2 separate regions of the Drosophila melanogaster genome follow, and region 1 is linked to region 2. Evidence: chromatin contacts called from public Hi-C data. All regions are on one chromosome and are shown on one strand. The core of a region is the stretch at or near the end of the contact, and the rest is flanking DNA. Distances in the headings are between cores, read along the strand shown.

Region 1 (5,712 bases), core at 1,758-4,257, 190 kb after region 2:
TTTTCCCTTTCTTCGTGGCAGATAAGGGGTTTACAAGTAATCGAAACTACAACATTCTTATCGGTCCCTTGTGCGGGAAATCTAAGTTATCGTAAAAGATATTTATTGCAGCTCCTCTAGGGGCTACCGCGCAATTGATAATTCACACACTTTCTGGTGGAAAATATTTCGAGGGCGGGTGAATTTGTGTACATATGTGTATAATAGTACATAACACAGAGGACGCCTCGCATTATTCAGCGGTAATGCGTGTGGCATTCACAGTATTTTTGTTATCAGTGCCACTTTTATGAATCATACGCCCCATTGGCCACTACACTTTTACCGATGTCCCACAGATACGTTGATCCCGAAACAAGATATCGTTTTAAACAGAGAGTAATCATTAAAATTGTTTAAAAATATTTACTGTTGCATATATTAACTAAGCTAAAGTCGTTTTCAAATCTTCACAAAGTATCGTTCACATGCTTTTCGTTTTTATGACCGACGACGGGAATCTCAGAATTCCGACAGAAATTAATTAACACATTGAAGCCAGACTGTACAGTGGAGATAAATCTACGAAGATCGGGGTATGGAATTCTACACGAGTCTTGTTTACTTTGTGGAGAGAAGTGAGCGCAGAGCGAAGAGAATTCACAGAGTGAGGGCGGAAGCTGTGATAAAAATCAATGCAAAATAAATTAACGGGGAGACGTGGAGAAAGTAAAAGCGTGACAAACATGTACGCTGTGCGGCGTTATTAAATTAACAAGGAATGAGGGAGAGAGCGAAATATGCAGGCCCTCTCTTTGCCATTAAAAATGCAGTCAGTCAACAATTGTTTGTTTCTCCCCCTCCCTTCCGATCATTCAATTGTTTTTTTCCCGGAGACTTTGGAGCCAAGTGCACAGTCACACACACATACAGAAGCCGACAACTTGGTCTCTCTTTTCGAAAACCGCACTCTCATTGCGATAAAGAAATTTCGCCTACAATTACTTTTCATTATCCAGCGAATGACGTATTTTGCTGTTTTTTGCGTCTAAGCCAAAACGAAAACTGCACTTTAAATTTAATTAAAACAAGCAGTGTGTCTCACTAAGCCAATGCAAAATTTTCCTTGAGAAGCGGACAGCTGTCAGTAAATAACTCACCGCTAATTTTAATTCGAACCGTAATTAATGCGGTTTATTAAACTTTAAAGTCACTTGGACAACAGGAGTGACTTTCGCGCCCGTCTGCGGAAAATTCAATAAAATATAAAACAACGTTCAGGAAATTACGGTTCTTTTAGAACAGCTGACGATGCGTCATTCACGCGACTAATACAAATGCAAGTGAATCAAAAAAGAGAATGAGAGCGAGAACAACAACCATACGTAGCCACAGCCTTTATCAATCAAATAGCTGTAATACGTGGAATTAAGTTACAAATCTTATGTTAGATTTTAAAGATATTTAATATAAATATGAAATAAAGAAGAACGTCCACATAGCTTGTGCTTAATTTTAAGCATGAATTAAGTTTTAAATCCACCTTTGGAAACTTAAAACATTTTCATTATATCAACATGGCCCTATTCACGTGAGCTTGACTGTGGAATTGCCTCACTCGAAAAGTCAACAAGTGCAATTTTCTCAGCACGCATATTTGAAGCACGTCTAGAAAACGGAGAATACAATTAGCGTTATATTTACTGTCACACCACACATCACTCCGTAAATATGTATAGCTTGACAAATGCGGGTCTTCCATTTGCAAAGCGAGCGAAAAGGTCTAGAATAAACAAATAGAAGGATGCGTTTTTGTTTACATTTGGGCTTTATAGAAACATCAGAGACAAAGACAGTTCTTTGAGAAACTTGCACGATAAGGGAACGGATTGCCGATAAATACACACACACCACACACCCACACTCTCTCTCATAACTAAAGACGCAAAACAGGCGGAACAAAGAACCGCGATTTTTGATCCGTTTTGGCGTGTAAAGCGCTGATAAATTGGGTGATAATGCGGGCCAAGATCCGATTTTGCCAGCTTTACTCCATACCAGAGTGCACCTGCAGTGTTCTTTATCTCTTCACAATTAGATTCGTGAACTATCTTAGGCCTTGCGACCCACTGTGCACGCTGCACTTGGAGCAGGTCGTACGGCCGTCTCGCTCTAGCGCCCACTCTCATGGGCAACGCACCCAAAATTCAGGGCCATCTATCGCGCTCGCTCTTACACTCGCACTATGGCGGACGGGGCGAAAAAATTTTACACAACTTTCTTAATTAATTACGAGGGGTGAGCGAAAACAACAACGCAAAAGCACTCGACTTTCCGCCGAATTACGCACTCTTCTAAACGCGGCACTTGGAGACCAGTTGACCATTTGCATTTACGTTTTTTCCTTTCAATTGTGTGCCCCAAAACAGCCCCAAGAAACGAAACGAAACGAGCGCAGAGGGAGATAGATAGCGACTGACTCGCCTCTCGCAAAATTATCGTCGCGTCGCAGGTCGTGTTTTTGTCGATTAACTTCCTGGGCGACGTCACCATTGATTTGCCAAAGATTTTTGTCTTTTTTAGCTTCCTTGCCTTGCTAATGGCTAGCGAAATTATCGCCTGGTTTATTAGTAAACTTAACTTACAACTTTCTTGGAATTTTATGTGTGACCGCAGGACGACTGTTGGAATATGCCAAACATATCCTAAGCTCTGCTCGTTAGCAGAGGCTCCAACCAACGATACATATTTCTATCGATTAGTGGGACCAACATATTACACAATATAAATAAAATTTTAATATAAACATTTCTTACCGTGAATATACAAAACATATTTCTTTGCTGCACGAGTCAACTAATGAATCGTAAAACGGGTATATTTTACATAATAATTGTCTTACTATGAATTTATGTAATCAATGAGCTTGCAGGAACCGGCTCCATTGGTGAATTTGTTTTAATTTTTCTTCTGAATTATTTCTTAGCAAATACACGCACCATCTACTAGTGAGTCACATTTATCTATCACGCTCTATCGTATACACTTTTATCAATTTTTGCCTGGTATTTTTAAGTACATTTGGATCGGTGCAGGACTGTTGTCATGTTGCAGGGGTCCAGCGACGGGCACACTGAATAGAAGAAGTAATAACATTGCGAGAAAAGAAGAAGTGAAAAATTAAGAAAAAGTTTACGGAAGTGCGAAATGAGTTTTAAAAAATAAATCATAATTTTGGGCGTTGCCAGGCGCATAGTAAAGTGATTGTGTTAATAAAAGAATACCGACCTTTGTGTCCTGATTCGCCTCCTTCACGCACACACTCGCACAGACTTGCACAAACACACGCACACAGTTGCGTCTTTCGTCATCTCTCTCGCTCTCAGTTTTTTATCGCAGCTGCAACGCAAATTGCAAAAAGGATAAATCCCACCGATCTTGCGAGTCCGGCCGTTGGCTTGGCTGCGAAAATATAAGCGCAAAGGTGGGCCCCCAAAAAAAGAAGCTAATCAATATTGATTTTGGTTAGCGGTATGTCTACTTTTCGGGTGGTCTCCTTTCTAGCGTGCGAAATTCTCGGGGATCCAGGATTTCAAAGGATTCTGCACACGCACACCCATCCAAGCACAGTGCTCATTCGAAAAAGCGAACATACAAGTGAGCGGAACATTAAAGCGAAAGATATATATTTTTAAACCATTACACGTACACAGAAAACAATTGATTTCTTGCGAGCAGTAAAATTAATACTTGAGCTAAATTAATATTTCTAAATATTTACACAAGTTGTAAAAGGTACACTCATTAGGCTTTTGGCAATTTGTTTGTTGGATCTAGGACCTGGTCAGGGGCTCTTACGAAACGTAAACAGGTGTAATTAATTTACTCAGAAATAAAGTTTCGCATTCCCGGCAGTTCTCCCTCTCGAATGGACACTGTACATACACACCTGATCTATACGTTTTCGCTACCTGCGAAGGAAATTTCCAAGCAACATTATGTAAAACCATTTCCTCCTACTTTCTTGCAGATGACCAAAGGACACTCAATGATCTAGGGACCTCGACACGGATAGCATGTTTAGTCCTATAAAAAAAATATTTACGTACATACAAAAAAATGCGAGCGGCTCCAATATGTTTAGCCCATCAGGAAACAAGGCCGCCGGCCAAAGGGAGGGGACCACCAGCCTAACTGCCCACGACGAAGGCGAAAGGAAGGATCAGCGGCATCTGGATCACAAGGATAATCAGAGCGAACCGGAGGAGCGGCAGCATCAGCTGCAAATATTTCCCCACCTGGACGATGACGACGACGACATCGAGAGGCAGATCAAAACCTCCATAATTGACGCCAGCAAGGTGCACGCAGCGAAAGCCAAGGCGTTGGCTTCCCTACCCATGCCGCTTGAGCAGCTCGATGATGAACTGGCGGACTTTGCTCACGGCCCGGCGGACACCGAACTAGAGGAGCAGTTCCTTGAGCTGGAGAACTATCCTAATAATGAGATAATCGTACTAGGCGATGCGGATCTTAACTCTTCAATAGCTTCCGACGCAGTCTCCGAGGACCCACTGGCAATTGACAACATTCTTGACTCCGCGTCGGTCACCACAAACGAGGAGGTCGACACCAGTGGAGAACTTCTTTGGCTGAAGTTGAACAATGAGACGGAAATGGCCACCAGATCAGCGGAGGTGGTGTCCAACAACCAAGCATCATTGGAGCCTGCCCAGCCAGCCAAACCGAAAGAGGATGAGCTTAGAGATGGTGGGTCTGATTCTGGTTTAGGAAGTGAAACCTCCGCGTTACTCAAGGATCAGGCGGAGAAAGAAGCCGAGCCGGAAATCCAGAAAAAGGTGGAAACGAAGCCCATAAGGTCCAACCTTAAACGGAGACTCGAAGATTCGGAAAGCGATGCTATAGATCTGGTGCCCGACATGTCTGCCCCTCCAGTAGCCCCCCAGAAGCGGACTAAGCGCTCCATCAACTTTGACGAGGTGAAGGTGTTCTACTTCCCACGACAACAGGGCTTCAGTTGTGTACCAACGGCGGGCGGATGCACCTTGGGCATGGGTGCAAGGCATGTAGGTTTTAAGACGATGACCCTGGCCGAGCACGCAGCGGAGTTGAGGCGGGCACATCGCAGCCAGAACCAAGAACTCCAGCCTCGGGGTTCCAGCAGTGACGACAGCGAGGAGTCCGAGGAGGATTACCTAAGCGAGGGTAGTGGCTCCGATGCCGAAGACGGTTCCAATGGCTTCCTACAGCCGGTGACGCCCAAGCAGAGAAGGGCACTGCTGAAAGCGGCGGGCGTGCGCAAAATTGATGCCAGCGAGAAGAGCGAATGCCGCGATATCAGAAACTCCCGGGAAGTGTGCGGCTGCTCCTGCAGAGAGTTTTGCGATCCGGAGACTTGTGCCTGCAGCCAGGCGGGCATTAAATGTCAAGTAGATCGAGCCATGTTTCCTTGCGGATGTACTCGCGAAGCTTGTGGCAACACAGTTGGCCGGGTAGAGTTCAATCCCACGAGGGTGCGAACCCACTATATCCACACGGTGATGCGGTTGGATCTCGAGCAGCGACAGGGTTCGGTTCAAGGCGTCCAGGGAGGACATCTGCAGCCGCAACAGCAGCAACCATCCCAACAGACCATTGGCTATTCCCCGGTGGGAACGGCTGGCTCAACATCCGCGTACTTCCTGCAAACGCAATCGAACTACAGCTCCGGCT
Region 2 (5,871 bases), core at 315-2,814:
TAATTAAACTATAAAACCACTCCCAAGATCCCCATAAAATTGTAACTCTTATTATTTAAACAAGCCCCAAATGAAAACGCCACAATCAGATCCTCTGAACAGGCAAATAAATCAACTAAACCTTAGATAAACCGTTGTTGCCGAGTCTTCATCCATCTCATATGAGTGTACTGCGAACCAAATATAGCCCAAGTTATCTGTTTACACGTGTAGATCCGACAAATTGTTGACCTCAACCAGAGACCAAAACTCAGACATTGTAAGACGTCGGGTGGAGCGAAGTGGGGAAGTCATATGCAGCAGATAACCAAAGCCAGATTAAGGTGGAGCAATTATTTATCAGCTGCTCAGACAAGACACTTTTCTGTTTCCATGACCATTGTGACGTAGTTATGGGAAATACATGTACCAAAAGATGGTGTTTTAACCAATTCGTAAAAAAAAGCAACGACGGCAATGGAGTGATACAGGGGTAATGTCTGTAAACACCGATTCTTGCACGATTACGAATATAAAAGAACTCCAGATATAAAAACCATTGTGCTTACATATTGAGAAAAAATGTTTTTATTTTTGACACTCTTTTCTGCTACTATTTTGACAATGGTTAATTTAACAGTTCACAACAAAAAGTATACAAATTATCAAAATTCTCACCTGTTTGCTCCACTGTGCACTGTGGTTACGTACTGTAAGGTGAGTGAGTGAATTTGTCTGTTTGCGTTGGGCTTCGGATTCGATTCTTGAGCTTTTTAGCGACAGAAGCAACGCGGAAGCGGATATGTCCAGATCCCAGAATGCTTTAGCTTTTGCTTCGCTTTCTTGTTTTATTTTTGTTTTTGGTTTTGTTTCTGTTAATTCGATGTTGTTCTTGTTGTTATCTGCTGATGACGAAGAGGGCGTCGCGCCAAGTTGCCATTGTTGTTTGTGTTGCTGTTTCCTTTTGGTGAGGGGCGCCGCGTGGGCGGTGGTTGTGTGCTTTTGGGGCTAATCCAGGCTCTCTGTTTTTGTTTTTGTTTTCGCTTCGTTCTGCGACAAATGCCAGCCGTAAAGCGGAGCAAATGAATAAGAAGAAGGCGAAGTCAAGCGTTTTTACTTCCGCCGCCGCCTCAGCAGCACGCACACACAGGCAGACGCGGGCACACAAACGCACACGCACACTGTAAGACACTCACGCGATGCACTTGCACTCTGGCGTTTTGTTCGTGTATTTGTTGTTGTACTTTGGCATTTCCTCTTTCGTCTTCCTTTTCACTTTTGCTTGCACTTCTTGTTGCGTTGCTTTGCTCTCGCTGATGTTGCTGTTGTTGTTGGCGTTGTTGCTGTCGCTCTTGTTTATTTTTTATTTCCGTTTCGCGCACACACACACCGGGCAATGTAAACACACACCGAGTTAAGAAGAACCGTTTATTTCCTCAACGCCGCGCACGAATTAAATTCTATTAATTGTGAATTAATCAATTTAAAACATATTAGTTTGCCATTTACAGCAGAATGTCTAGTTGCTTTCAGGAGCGACTCTTCTACACGTCCGCCCAGCACGGCAGTTTCTTTTTGACTGCCGATTCGATTCGAACAGGCGGCGAACATGAACAAGTCGGCGCATGCGGAGAGAGAATCGAAAGAGAAAGAGAAGCAAAGAGAGCGACATACAGCAAAAACAATTCAAAAAGAACTGGTGAAGAATACGAAAATAAGATAATTTTTTAAGGAAGTCGCGCTTTGATCCGTATCCGTTTTAGCGTCCAAGATTTATATCTTAAATCGGACCTATATTTTGAGGTACAGTGAAGCTTTGATGCGCCAGTCTTATATGAGTTAAAGTTTTAACGATTGAAAGACACCCCTGAGCTGCTCATTATATTTCAATATTTATAAACAATCTTATATCAGAGCTTGAGAGACTTGCATGCGCCACAAAATTCCAATTCCAATTCCGGAATAATTTCACAATAATCTCAATTAACATACGTATTTTATGTTCGTAATTTTTTAAAATTCCCAGATTCCCCACAATTGCCATAATAATCTCGATTATGTTATTATACTCTGAGAAGTAGGAGTGTGTGCAAAGACCACAAACAAATCATTAGGCGCGTAAACATTTACAGATCCACCATCCACTTCCTTGGCAACGAAAGAAGCAACAGCTCGCAGAGGTAATAATTTAAATAATTTAAAACCCACCAAAGTTTACTACGAAACAACTCAATAGGCAACCGCTGTCTGTGGGCGGCGTCGAATTCGCGTGGGGCGCTCGATTTAGTTGTTAATCAATAGAAGATAAAGTTTAAACAAACGATTCATGCTGATACCAGAAGCATGGGCGCCGAAATACCAAGGGATCGTTCTCTCACTAGATAACATACACACCTATTGTGACTGGAAACTTGAAATGATCGAGCATGCCATACCCATTAGCTGTCAATTGTGACTATTGGCGAGCTTTTTGCACATAAACCATAGATAAGACAATTCCGTGAACTCTAATCAGTGTGCGATAATGCTCTCAAGCATTTGAAATAATTATGAATACGACCCCCTGGCCGAAAATGAAATAAGCGCCACGCGCCTGGGAAAAGCGCTCTATTGTAATACAAAATGTTTGGAGGTGCTAGCTGATAGGTGTTTTCGATCCCATAAATCTTGGATCTTCATGGAAACCAGTTGGCAATCTTTAATTATAAATTGTTGGAACATTTCCGCTCGGCTGCGACGGAAAATCTCTTTGGAAAGGGGGCGGGGCTGGGGTTCCTCGTCAGGTTGCTTGGACGGTCGGTTGGTCGGTCGGTCGGTGGGCCTGAAGATGCGCTCAGTTGCACTGCATCCGCTTTGGGGTCTCCAGTCGCCTCAGTTGGCTAACCAGTTTCTCCCCGAGCAACGAGCAACGTTTACGTTGACATTTCAAGTCAAATGCCCATAAACGGCGACCAGCCGGACGACCCCGCCCACGCCCTGCACGCCCCTGCTCAGTTCCGTGGGTATGCACTGAAAGAAAATCTAGATTAATGGGCATTTAGGTAAGTAATAAATAGTAACATGTATTTTTATGGCTATAAATAGTTTAGCGAGTAAGCCTCGTGATATGAAACATTAAAGAACTTTTAGATTGTGACTCTAATTAAGAAATATAATAGAGATATTTTTTTCAAGTGCTATCTTTTCCGTCGATAGCTGCGATGGCGATGACGACGTTTCCAAGTGATCGCCGCAGCGACGATCACTGGCCCAAATTAGTAGCTTCGGTCATGGTGCGTCGCCCATCGGGAAATTCCAGGGTGAAAGGGTGGCTGGCGGAGGAGGAGGACGGGGCGGAAGGGGCAGAGCTGCCGATGAGGATCGCACAGGGGTCAGAGTTCAAATAGTCGTCCAATTGAGCCAATCAGCGTTTGTACATCTGTATTTCGCCATTGCAATGCAACCAGTACGCCTCTGCTGCGCCACCTCCCACTCCATTCAGATCCATCCGACTTGTCGGGTGATCGCTATAGTCGCAGCTCTTAGTTCTTAGTTGTTAGTTCTTAGTTCGATGCCTAAGTGCAGATAATTCATTAAAATAGAATGCCAATGTCCAGAGGCGGAGGCAGCGGCAGCCAAGTGGCATCCACTTGTGCTCTAGAATCAGACACCAAAACACAGATATGGCCGCACATATGTAAGCACGGCACACATGGTCACATACATATGTATGTGTACATATAGTAGCAGAGGTCCGCCAGACAGCCAGCGATTTGATATATGCCCTGCACTATATGGTATAGTCCCAGATCTATAAATAAGTCTGGTCGCAGACCCGACAAAGTCGCCTCCCGATGCGGAAGTATTTCCAGACGCGCCTCGCTTCTTGTTCTTTGCTTTTCGTCCCCTTTTATTTATTTGTTGCTGGTAATTTGCCAATTACTAAACTTACTAAACAGCAGGGGGTGGTGGTGGTGCAGAAGGGGGTGGCGATTGGGGATTCGGTGGAGGTGTGCGGCAGGTGACCCAGGAACAAACGAATGCGCCTGTCTGGAGCGTATGTATCTAAAGCAGATGTAATCCTTTCAGTTTGATATCATAGTAATTCTCTAGCTAATGAATACCCTTTACTGCATTAAAAAAAAAATGAATGCAAGCAACGAAAGTGAAAATAAACCATTATTCCACAAGGAATTTTTACAGATTGTCCAATTAGTTTCCTAGAAAAGAACGCATTATTTCCTTCGTTATTACACATCATTACTAAGATCCAGCACACACCTTTCCCAACCCCGCAGAAGCTGATCCAAAGGGGATCGTCCTCGAAAACCACCCACATAACATTTGGTAATTTTTCAGGATTAGGTAAATAAAGGACGAGGAAGACGCAATAGCAACGGATCCTTTTCGTTACACTTTGCCCAAACTCAATTGAATTGTGTTCTACTTGGATTTCGGCTGAAAAGGATATTACGCAGAGATCCTGTGCAGTGATCCTCGACCTGAATCCGAGTCCTGGCCTAATTGTTACACATTCCCCTCGGGCAACAATGGGTAATTGTAAGATTTTTGCCGCCATCGCACGCATTAAGGACTCTGCCGCGGCAGTTGTGCGTCTGCAGGATATGAAATGTGCACCCAGCACAGAGGAAAGAAGAGACCGTGGGAAACCTGCCCGAATCCGAATGTCTGAGCTCGCAGCTGAGGAAGAGAGTGCCGAGCGAAGAACAAAGACCGAAAGCGGAAAACTGATCGAATCGACGAACCCTGGCCTGAATCCATCCAGTGCTCAAATATCGATCTCTGGCGACGTTTGCTTTGCTGGCCAGGATTATGGCAGCCCAGAATCGTTCCAATTTAGCGCCCAAACGGAGCGCAGCCAAGCAGAACGGCCAAGCTGATGGAGGGGCTCAGTGGTGGCACGATGATCGACTATAGTATACCGTATGCAATGGAAAACAGAAACACTGCTGAAGAAAGCTACCAAATATATATACCCCAACTTCGACTGGGTATGAAATCCCAAGTGTGCACTTAAGGGATGAAAAAGTGATCGCAGATCGAAGCAATCCACAAGTGTTGGCAGGTTGAGCCACTCCTTGCCCTATCAGTGTGTTGGTGCCGCCATGCGATGGTGTGCATGTGTGCATCTGGCAGAGTGTGCGTGTCGAGGGCACCTTACCACAAGAACGCAGTGCAAATGACGGTGAAAGGTTTCGGGTTTCATGTTTCCCGATGGATGTCGAAGTACCAAACGTACATGGAGAAAAATTCTATGCACTTCTGCATATTCCAATTATTTGATATAGTTCATAAAGTTTGTATAGAGGAAAAGTATCTTAGCAATGAAAACAAGCATATTAGATTTCAGTGCACTCCTGGATGTTTCAGATGGTTCAGCTGGTTACGTGGTCGGGGTGAATCGGAGTACATATGTACATCGAAGTGGAGGGCATTGTGCAACGGAGATTCGATATGAGCTCGGCGATTCGATCCTGTGCGACAGGATAAGCCCAGACAGAGCTCCCCCATGCTCACTATTTGGCTTCCCCCGGGCATCGCTGGAATGTGGAAATCTTTATCAATTAAATAATCGCCGCACACACACGCATGCACTAAGCGAGATGAAAAGGGGCCTCATCATCATCATCATCAGCTGAGCCCTGCAGGCAGAGCTCGAAAATTAGAGAAGGAATCTATAGTCTCGGATGCAAACTTAGAACCACGATCAAGGTTAAGTATTCAAGATATTTTAACTTTTCCCAGCTTAGCAGTTACTTATGTGAATTGGGATTGCATGCCGGAGATTCGAAAGCGATCTGCAGCATTTCTTTCTGTGCTGACCTATTTCGACGACCTCGTCTGTGCAGCCGGAGGAAGAACTAGGATGGAGATAGAGGATGGTGCACGCAC

Evidence for each region. Hi-C and Micro-C count contacts between places; a contact is called where the count stands out from the background.
Region 1: a contact with region 2 is called in a Hi-C map of the Kc167 cell line, with 4 times the contacts expected there. The contact joins the promoter of Rab5 here to the promoter of aop in region 2. A contact is called at or near these places in 3 of 107 Hi-C or Micro-C datasets (the Kc167 cell line, the OSC cell line and the S2 cell line).

Annotation. Positions count from the first base shown.
Region 1 is chr2L:2,362,266-2,367,977 of dm6, forward strand. Rab5 (Rab5,) reads right to left here and starts at 3,008. Exons shown (of 6, transcript NM_164476.2): 1 at 2,796-3,008. It overlaps Axud1 (AXIN1 up-regulated 1), which reads left to right and starts at 3,080. Exons shown (of 3, transcript NM_164480.2): 1 at 3,080-3,125; 2 at 4,010-5,712. The coding sequence starts at 4,056.
Region 2 is chr2L:2,177,190-2,183,060 of dm6, forward strand. aop (anterior open) reads right to left here and starts at 1,565. Exons shown (of 4, transcript NM_078731.3): 1 at 658-1,565. lncRNA:CR43751 (long non-coding RNA:CR43751) reads left to right here and starts at 4,773. Exons shown (of 2, transcript NR_073692.1): 1 at 4,773-5,871.